Linked DNA regions of Mus musculus: region 1 is linked to region 2. The links are chromatin contacts, called in public HiChIP or PLAC-seq maps. All regions are on one chromosome and are shown on one strand. The core of a region is the stretch at or near the end of the contact, and the rest is flanking DNA. Distances in the headings are between cores, read along the strand shown.

Region 1 (4,157 bases), core at 343-2,842, 450 kb before region 2:
AGAAAGAACTTCAGAGACCTTTAAACAGATGGTCTTCCTTACCCTACTCCTGTGAACCACTGGTTGACAATTCACTCATGTGGCTTCATCTCAAAGCCCTCACATCTCTCCTTATTAGAATGGCATGGGCTATGTCATCTTTGCTGGAGTCTAGGTTAATCAGAGATGTATTGAGGGAGATCAGTAAAATTAGATTGAGAAAGGTCCTAGGTCTCCAGGGAGAAGATGAAGAAAAAAAAAAGATGAAGAAATTAAAATCTGCAAAGGTAAAAGACTGAGTAACATAACCTGATACTTCTAATGGAGTCTCTAAAATTCCAGAAATGCCTGGATAGTTCTCTTACAAGTTCTTAGACCACAGATGCCAGCCCAGACTTCTATACCAAGAAAAACTATTGATCCCCATAGGTGGAGAGAGAAAAAAAATCAATGGGACACAATAATTTTCATTTGCCTAGAAATGAATGTGCTAGATTGGTAGGTAATCAACTCCTGAGCTCTTCTTCCTGTTTCTGTCTCCTGAGAACGATGATTCCCAAGCAAAACACTGAGATGCTCTATTTTAGATGGTCTTTAAGATGGAACGGGGTATCCTTGCTTGCAAGACATTACTTCATAAATCTTTCCAGCCTATGAACAACATATGCTTTTTACTTCTTATTGTTTGGCAGTTTCATACAATTTTGACACTAAATATGAGTCACTGTCACAACTCTTTTTCTCTCTTACTCTCTCTTATCCTTCTTCTTTTATGAATTCTATGGTTGACTAGCCCCTTGTATTTTGTATCTTATTTCTGTAAATAGCATATTAAGTTTAACGCATTCCTCATCCAAGTAGGTTTTATGATGGAGAAAAGTCAGTATATCTGTGACTTCAATACTGAAGAATATCGCATGATCCTGATTCAGCTATATCACTCCTGGACATATAGTCTAATGACTCCATATCCTAAATCAGAAATACCTACCTGTAATGCTCACTGGAGGTTCTGGTCACAACAAGGTGACTGTCAAACCAACTGAGATGGACACCAGCTGGAGAACAAATGAAGAAAAATGTGGTGCACATACAAAATGGAGTTGAATTTAACAGTAAAACAGATCGAAGGTTGTAAGAAAATGCATGGACCTAGAAAATAGTACCTTGTGTGAGTTGACCCAGGGCTGAAAAGACAAATGCTGTGTTTTATATTTTATCATTGGATCCTGGTTACATTTTTTTTCCAGAGGCATGCTTAGCATTATGTGCCAATTAAATCTAAGAAGATAAAACATACACAAGGGAAGAGGGAAAAAAAAAACACATTCCATACATGATAATGGAGACTAGGAATGTTGGGTCTAGAGTGATCTCAGTATGGGTGGAAGGAAAGGATGCATAAAACGGAGTTCTAACAAAATCTACGTATATAAGCAAAAGACATAGTAAGCCTGCTAATCATAAGATTGTTATGAAATATAATATAATCTAGTTTGAGTGAAGGAAGGTAACTTTCATGAACGGGTAAATAGCATTGACTTCAATATAAATGTTACCCTTTCAAAGACTCCATTGTGCTCTGGTATGAAGATGTGTCATTAAAAATGTGTCACAGAGTAAGAGTGTCGCTGTTGAGTGACTCACAATTACGTGCTCTGAAGAGGAGTCAAGGCACTCTCAATCAACGCATCCAAAAATTTACCTTGACTTTTTATGTGAACTAAGGATGTGTAAAACACCTTGTAACTAGTTTTTCTCTCGTAAAAGTGTCAGGTGAGTCCTAACCAGCAGTGTCCTGTGAAATAATGTAATAAGGAGAGTCTCTCTATATGAAACACATGCATGTGATTCAGAGAACAGTCATATTTTCCATAGTGGATGCTATGAGCTTTTTAACAATATCACAGAAACTCTGAGTCACTTCCGAAGTATTTAGTTTCACTTATATTAGAATCTTTGTGTGCGACTTTAAGGAATTTCAGTGACCTCTCTACTCTTTCCACGTCCCAACTTTTTGTCTTCTATTCACATAGTAAAGTATTTCCTCTAATCCCTATCTTCTATTAATGCATTGTGTATTATTTTAATGATTTCTAGTGTTTTGAGTAGTCTGAAGCAAGACAGGATCCTCAGTTGCATTTGCTGAATGGGTTTATTGTATTTTCAAAATATTTCAAGCTCTACTGTAGCTTTGACACTGCCCAGTGCTATTTTAACATAGACTCACCATTACAGTTGAATCATTACTGGCAATCCTGATTTTTATTTTTACATTTTAAGCTACTGGAGATGTTTGAATTTCACTTTTATTATTTAGAAATGAAATTAAGTTATTGGTTTGACTTCCATTTTTGGATGTATTATTTAGGGGTTACTGAAAAGAAGTATTTATGTTTGTCAATTATTTATTACTATATTTTTTTTAAAAAAATGTTTGACCCAGTCATGAATTCTGCTTTTCATATTAATTTAAAAACTTTATTACTCTCCCTGTTTTCATCTGTGAAACAGAGTCTCTCCAATTTTGTTCCAGAGGATGAATATTATTACAGTCAAAATTGCATTCCTTTTGTCAACAGGTCATTTCTCATTGACTACCCAAGTGTGGAGGAGATGGGACATAAAACGCAAAATACTTAACCTTGTGTTACTGATTCAACAGTGGCACTGGAGCAAGACAACTCTGGAAGTCGTTCCTGAAACATTACCTCATCTTTACAATAATGATTCATGACTAAAGAAGTCTCAAGATTTCACAAGTAAAAGATGTCACAGAAACGTGGTAGGAGTGAAGGGGTGGATAAGAAAGGGGAGAGAGAAACAGCACAGCATGAGGAATAAGCAGGTATGTTAGCCCTAGCCTGTGTCTGCTGTCACATTGTTCTTTTTTTTTTCATATTTTATTAGGTATTTAGCTCATTTACATTTCCAATGCTATACCAAAAGTCCCCCATATACCCTTATTTCTGGTTTTAGAAGCTTACACTAAAGGCATGGAAAACAACTCTCTCTCTCTCTCTCTCTCTCTCTCTCTCTCTCTCTCTCTCTTTCTCTCTCTCTTTCTGTCTCTCTCTCTTTCTTTCACCTGCACACAGACACACACACACAGACACACACACACACACACTTGCACACACATGTATCTTACATTAATTTTTGTTGAGCTATATGGAGAAACTACTAAATATCCCTGATTTCATATATATATTTATATATGTGTGTGTGTGTGTTTGTGTGTGTGTGTTAGGCAAATTTATCTGATCAACATTTATTCTAGAAAATGTAGGTCTTTATACTAGAATGAGGCAAACCTAAAGATGTAGCTCAGTTCATAGATTGTTTTAGTAGCATAAGGAACCCCACTCTTCAATCCTCAGCACCATATAAGTCAGACATGATGCTGCATCTCTGTAATAGCAGCACTTGGGAGGTGTAGGCCAGGAGACAAGTTTAAGGTTATCCTGAGATACATAGTGAATTTGAGCGCATTATTTTCTCTCTCTCTCTCTCTCTCTCTCTCTCTCTCTCTCTCTCTCTCTCTCTCAATCTGCTATGATTTTGTATTTTTCTGGTCTTTGAGAGAGAGACATAGAGTGAAACATAAAGCTAGATGAGAAAGGAAGTAGAGAGGATCTGGGAGGAGACCAGAGAGGGTAACTGATATGATGAAAGCATATTATATCATAATAGTAAGTTAAATAAAATTAATACATAAAGAACTTCATTTATATGTAAAATATTAATATGTAAAATTTCAAAAATTACTTATTAAGTCCTTAAGACATGATTCAGGAAACACGACTGTATAGTTTTTACAAAGATACCAGATTATATACTTTTTTTTCCCTTGCAAAAAAGAAACTGCATCAAAATTGCTTTAAAACCCCTCATTTGAAAGCTTCAGAAGAAGCTTTTGAATAAAAATATATAGGGAGCTCTCCATTACACCTTTATGACTGTGAAGGTTAAAGAAAGCTCCATGGCCTATGGGTTTTAAGGTAGTTTTCTCATCCTAGCAAAGGTGGGTAAGAGCTAGATGCTACATTTGTCAGATAGAAGGCACACAGCTGGGAGTAAAACATTATTCATACACTTGAGGTTCTGTATCCATTGCTCAATGACATCAGGATTTGTGCTTGTGCAATTGTGTTGGTTTGTTGATATTTTCCTGTGTA
Region 2 (4,244 bases), core at 1,256-3,755:
CAAACAAACAAATAAACAAATAACAAAAACACACACACAAAAAAAACCACAAAAAAGCAAACAAACAAACAAACAAACAAACAAAAAAACCCTCCTTCAATAAAAATTTACTCATTGTATCTCAAGCTCTATCTGCTCCATCCCTGTGACAAGTACTTCCAATAAATACTTACTATTTTATGCTCACATTTTGAAACAAATCTGCCCTTAACATATTTCCAAACATTTGGTTATTTGGTCTGAATTCTAATGTCACTCATTTATCAGACATGAAGGCATGAGATTTAGATTGAGTCCCTTTTGGAAAGCAACATTTTATTTTTCAGAGATAAAAAAGGTGTCAGGGAGGACAAAGTCATTGGGGAATCCTTTAACCTTCTTCATAAGGAACCTGATCAGAAATGAAAAGAATTGCAGTTAATAGCCTTACCCCAGGGTCACCTGAAATACTTGTTTTGTAAAAGATCCTTTGAGACACAGATGAGTAAGTTTCGTGTTTCAAATATAGTTTGTTTTGGAGCCTTTGATCCCAAACACTGAAATACTGTGCATTTTTTTTCCTCCTGGAGGTGCTATAAAAGAAATAAAGTTTTATCTTGGTTATTTAGCAATTGCTGTGGCAAAAAATAACATGATTAGGACAAAATAAAATAATAAAAATTAAAAATGTCTTTTGAGCTTACAGTTTCAGAGGGTTTGAGTCCATGATGGCAGGACCAGTTGAGAGCTCACATCTTGATTCCCCTGAGTGATGCACCTCCTCTAAAAAAGCCGCGCCTCCGAATTCTTCCTAAACTTTCCCGCCAACTGGAGACCTCATATGACCTTATTGGGGCCATTCTTACTCTGACCACTACTACACAAATAGGTACCAGGTAATCTTCCCTGGAGTGACTTGGGTCATCACAAAGCTGAAGGTTGCTGGGAGACAGAGAAGATTGCTGGTGCCTCCATTCTCTGCCTTTACTACCTGCCCATTGCCTTGTAATATTAACTACTGGAAACCTACCTGAGCATCTTGAGAATCGAAACACAAGTGCTTTCAGCAGCATCCTCCTTCTATGTCCCGATATATTTCAGGATCCATTCAGGCTCTCTCGGACTCCTCCACCCGTCCACCCCACACACACCTTGTTCTCTCTCAAATCCATGCCCTCTTTTACTTTAACTGTTGTTTGGCCTTCTCCAGTCTTGGCCCTCGTGGTACCTTCCGTGAGAATGTATCATCTGAAAAAGCTATGTAAGTGTGCCTGCTCTCCTCTGAAGGAGTGGAGTTAAAAGGGATGGAGATGTGTAAATTATCCCGGGGTGTGTGCAGAGACCAGTACTGGACCCTGGCACAGGTCAACTTGCTGTGAGAAAGTCACTAGGGTTTCCTTTCACCTTCTTAGAATTGATAATTAGAGGAAACAAAGGATGGAGGAACTGAGTAGCAGGGGCCATGCCACCTGCCTACTAATAACCACCAATCACCTCCCCTCAAGTATTCTTCCCTGGGATATGAGCTTTGAAAATGAGAGGGCTGACAGTGAGTGGCTGACTTATAAGAAGAGTAGCAAGTAAACAAACAAAGGAGTGTTTGCCAGAAAGTGTGAGCACAAATGTAAAAGTCTGGGGTGGGGGTGCAGATTCCCCTTCAAGAGTTAACTCTTTCCCACCCTGACATCCTACAGCTCAGAGTTCCAGTGGCTGGGATAAGTGACAGATTGTGGGCACTGACCAACTATGCCCTGGAAAAAAAGCTGGGAGTACCGCCATTTATACACAAAGCCAAGGACTTCCCAGGCCGCAGCCGGCCCTGTTGGGGTCACCGCAGTGCTGCATGCCCAGAGACGCGCCAGGAAGCACCGGTGGCTGCCTGGCTGCTCAGCTGATGGCCGGGAGAAGTTAGTCACCCCTAGCCCGAAGTCAGCAAGTGTTGGAACGTGAACAAGCTAGGAGATGAGGAGGCTGGAAATCAGCTACCGGGACCGACTGGAGAGAACCAGGGAAAAGAGAGAGGGACTTGGGGTTGCACAGGCGGCTGCCCTGACCAGTGAAGTTACCAGGTCTACAAGGCCAGAGCGCACTGGCCGGCAAAATGAAGCAAGAACTTCATATCCCGCTCAAGAACAGCAAGGGGAAGGAGGCAGAGAGAGACTTTAAAAACACACCAAAACACCCCTTCAGGAGATGAGGTAAGCCGAGGTTAGCCAACCCCGATTGGTTGTGAAATACCACACAGAACCGGAGTTGCTGTGGCTTTAAATGAGGCCAAGAGAATTTTCTTGTTTTCTGCCCAAATACTTTTTCTCTCTCAATCTCTTTCTCACCCTTACTCCCTCCTTTGTCCCTCCTTCCACCTTGCTAGGTTCTGGCCCCTTCCTCCTTCCCGGTCTGCCTTTCCTCGATCACCCTCCTCCTCTCGCTGCTCCCTCCCCCATCAGATTAGGCGCGGACCGGGAAGGGTGGGAGTGGTGGGGGAAGCTCTCCCTTTAAGAGGCAGCGTGCAGTGACGAATTGTTGAAATTGCCATTGCAGGATGGCACGCCGCTATAAATTCATTGTCCCACCTCCTCGCATCTTCACAGCGCCTGAGCCGCTCTCCGCGCCCGTAGCAGCCGACTGGGGATGATCCCGGGCGGGAGGACGCGGCAACGGAAGGGACCGGGACGCGCCGCCTCGCTGGCTCTCCGCAGGCCGCCTCCTAGCTTTTGATTTTAAACATTTTTAGGTGTTTCCTTTGCTTGCTTTCTTTCCTTTTCTTTTCTCCCGTCTCATTTCTCCCTGCCTTCGGGTTCCAGCGGAGCCGAGGAAGCCCTGAGAATAAGAAAGGAAGTGGGTCGGAGCTTGGAAGCTTTGCAGCCCGCCAGCCCCGGGCTTCGAGGGGGCGGGAGCGGACGCGCACCAGTTGCGGGCCAGCGCGGTCGCCCTTCTTACTCTCTTAGCTCGTTTGTTTTGATCTGTTTGTGCAAAGATCTTGTCTGCGTTGGGCCTCTCTCCTTTTTTGTATTTGGTTGCTCTCCACCTCTTGGCTTTTACTCCCACCAACACCACCCTTTATTTAATTTTTTTTCTTTTATTTTATTTAAAATTTTTCTTCCTCCGTCTCTTGGACCTCCATTCCAAACATTTTCCAAACCAACAAAGAAAAAGTTCTCACAGTGGCACCGGTGCCAGGCCAGGCTGGCTCTCTGCTGCGGATTCCCCCTACCCTTTCCTGGACACTTGACTCAACCTTGCACGCCAGTGTGTAGAGTGTGCGGCTGTGGGTGGGTGGGTGGGAGGGCGAGCCCCCCACCCCCGCCCCTGAAACTTCTATAGCAAATAGCAAGCATCCAGCTAGACTCAGTCGCGCAGCCCCTCCCGGCGGGCAGCGCACTATGCGGCTCGAGTGGGCGCCCTTGTTGCTGCTACTGCTGCTGCTGAGCGCGTCCTGCCTGTCCCTGGCCGCTGACAGCCCCGCCGCGGCACCTGCCCAGGATAAAACCAGGCAGCCTCAGGCTGCAGCAGCGGCCGCCGAGCCGGACCAGCCGCAGGGGGAGGAAACACGGGAGCGAGGCCATTTACAACCCTTGGCCGGGCAGCGCAGGAGCGGCGGGCTGGTCCAGAATATAGACCAACTCTACTCTGGCGGTGGCAAAGTGGGCTACCTTGTCTACGCGGGCGGCCGGAGGTTCCTGCTGGACCTGGAGAGAGATGACACAGTGGGTGCTGCTGGTAGCATCGTTACTGCAGGAGGAGGGCTGAGCGCATCCTCTGGCCACCGGGGTCACTGTTTCTACAGAGGCACCGTGGACGGCAGCCCTCGATCCCTAGCTGTCTTTGACCTCTGCGGGGGTCTCGATGGCTTCTTTGCAGTCAAGCATGCGCGCTACACTCTAAAGCCACTCCTGCGTGGGTCCTGGGCAGAGTATGAACGAATTTATGGGGATGGATCTTCCCGCATCCTGCATGTCTACAACCGCGAGGGCTTTAGCTTCGAGGCCCTGCCGCCACGCGCCAGTTGCGAGACTCCTGCATCCCCATCTGGGCCCCAAGAGAGCCCCTCGGTGCACAGTAGATCTAGGAGACGCTCAGCGCTGGCCCCGCAGCTGCTGGACCACTCAGCTTTCTCGCCATCTGGGAACGCGGGACCTCAGACTTGGTGGAGGCGTAGGCGCCGTTCCATCTCCAGGGCCCGCCAGGTGGAGCTCCTCTTGGTGGCTGACTCGTCCATGGCCAGGATGTATGGGCGGGGCCTGCAGCATTACCTGCTGACCCTG

The links. HiChIP or PLAC-seq counts read pairs in DNA pulled down with a chosen protein or histone mark.
Region 1: a contact with region 2 is called in a CTCF HiChIP or PLAC-seq map of the NIH/3T3 cell line, with 5 read pairs. The contact joins the enhancer-like site here to the promoter of Adamts5 in region 2. A contact is called at or near these places in 1 of 15 datasets of contacts at CTCF or cohesin (the NIH/3T3 cell line), 2 of 484 Hi-C or Micro-C datasets (adipose-derived mesenchymal stem cells and myocytes) and 3 of 115 datasets of contacts at active chromatin or transcription factors (cardiomyocytes, embryonic fibroblasts and vascular smooth muscle cells).

The regions. Positions count from the first base shown.
Region 1 is chr16:86,345,661-86,349,817 of GRCm38.p6, reverse strand. No RefSeq gene overlaps it. Among named protein-coding and RNA genes, the nearest start is that of Gm32357, 110 kb to the right of the region's middle. Within about 2 kb of position 1,592, at least 37 of the 459 cell types and tissues checked have an H3K27ac peak or open chromatin away from gene starts, as enhancers often do. A contact at or near this core is called in the NIH/3T3 cell line and embryonic fibroblasts, where this site is marked.
Region 2 is chr16:85,899,386-85,903,629 of GRCm38.p6, reverse strand. Adamts5 (a disintegrin-like and metallopeptidase (reprolysin type) with thrombospondin type 1 motif, 5 (aggrecanase-2)) reads left to right here and starts at 2,505. Exons shown (of 8, transcript NM_011782.2): 1 at 2,505-4,244. The coding sequence starts at 3,363. It overlaps Gm46558 (a long non-coding RNA gene), which reads right to left and starts at 3,830. Exons shown (of 3, transcript XR_001781962.2): 1 at 3,633-3,830; 2 at 1-2,799.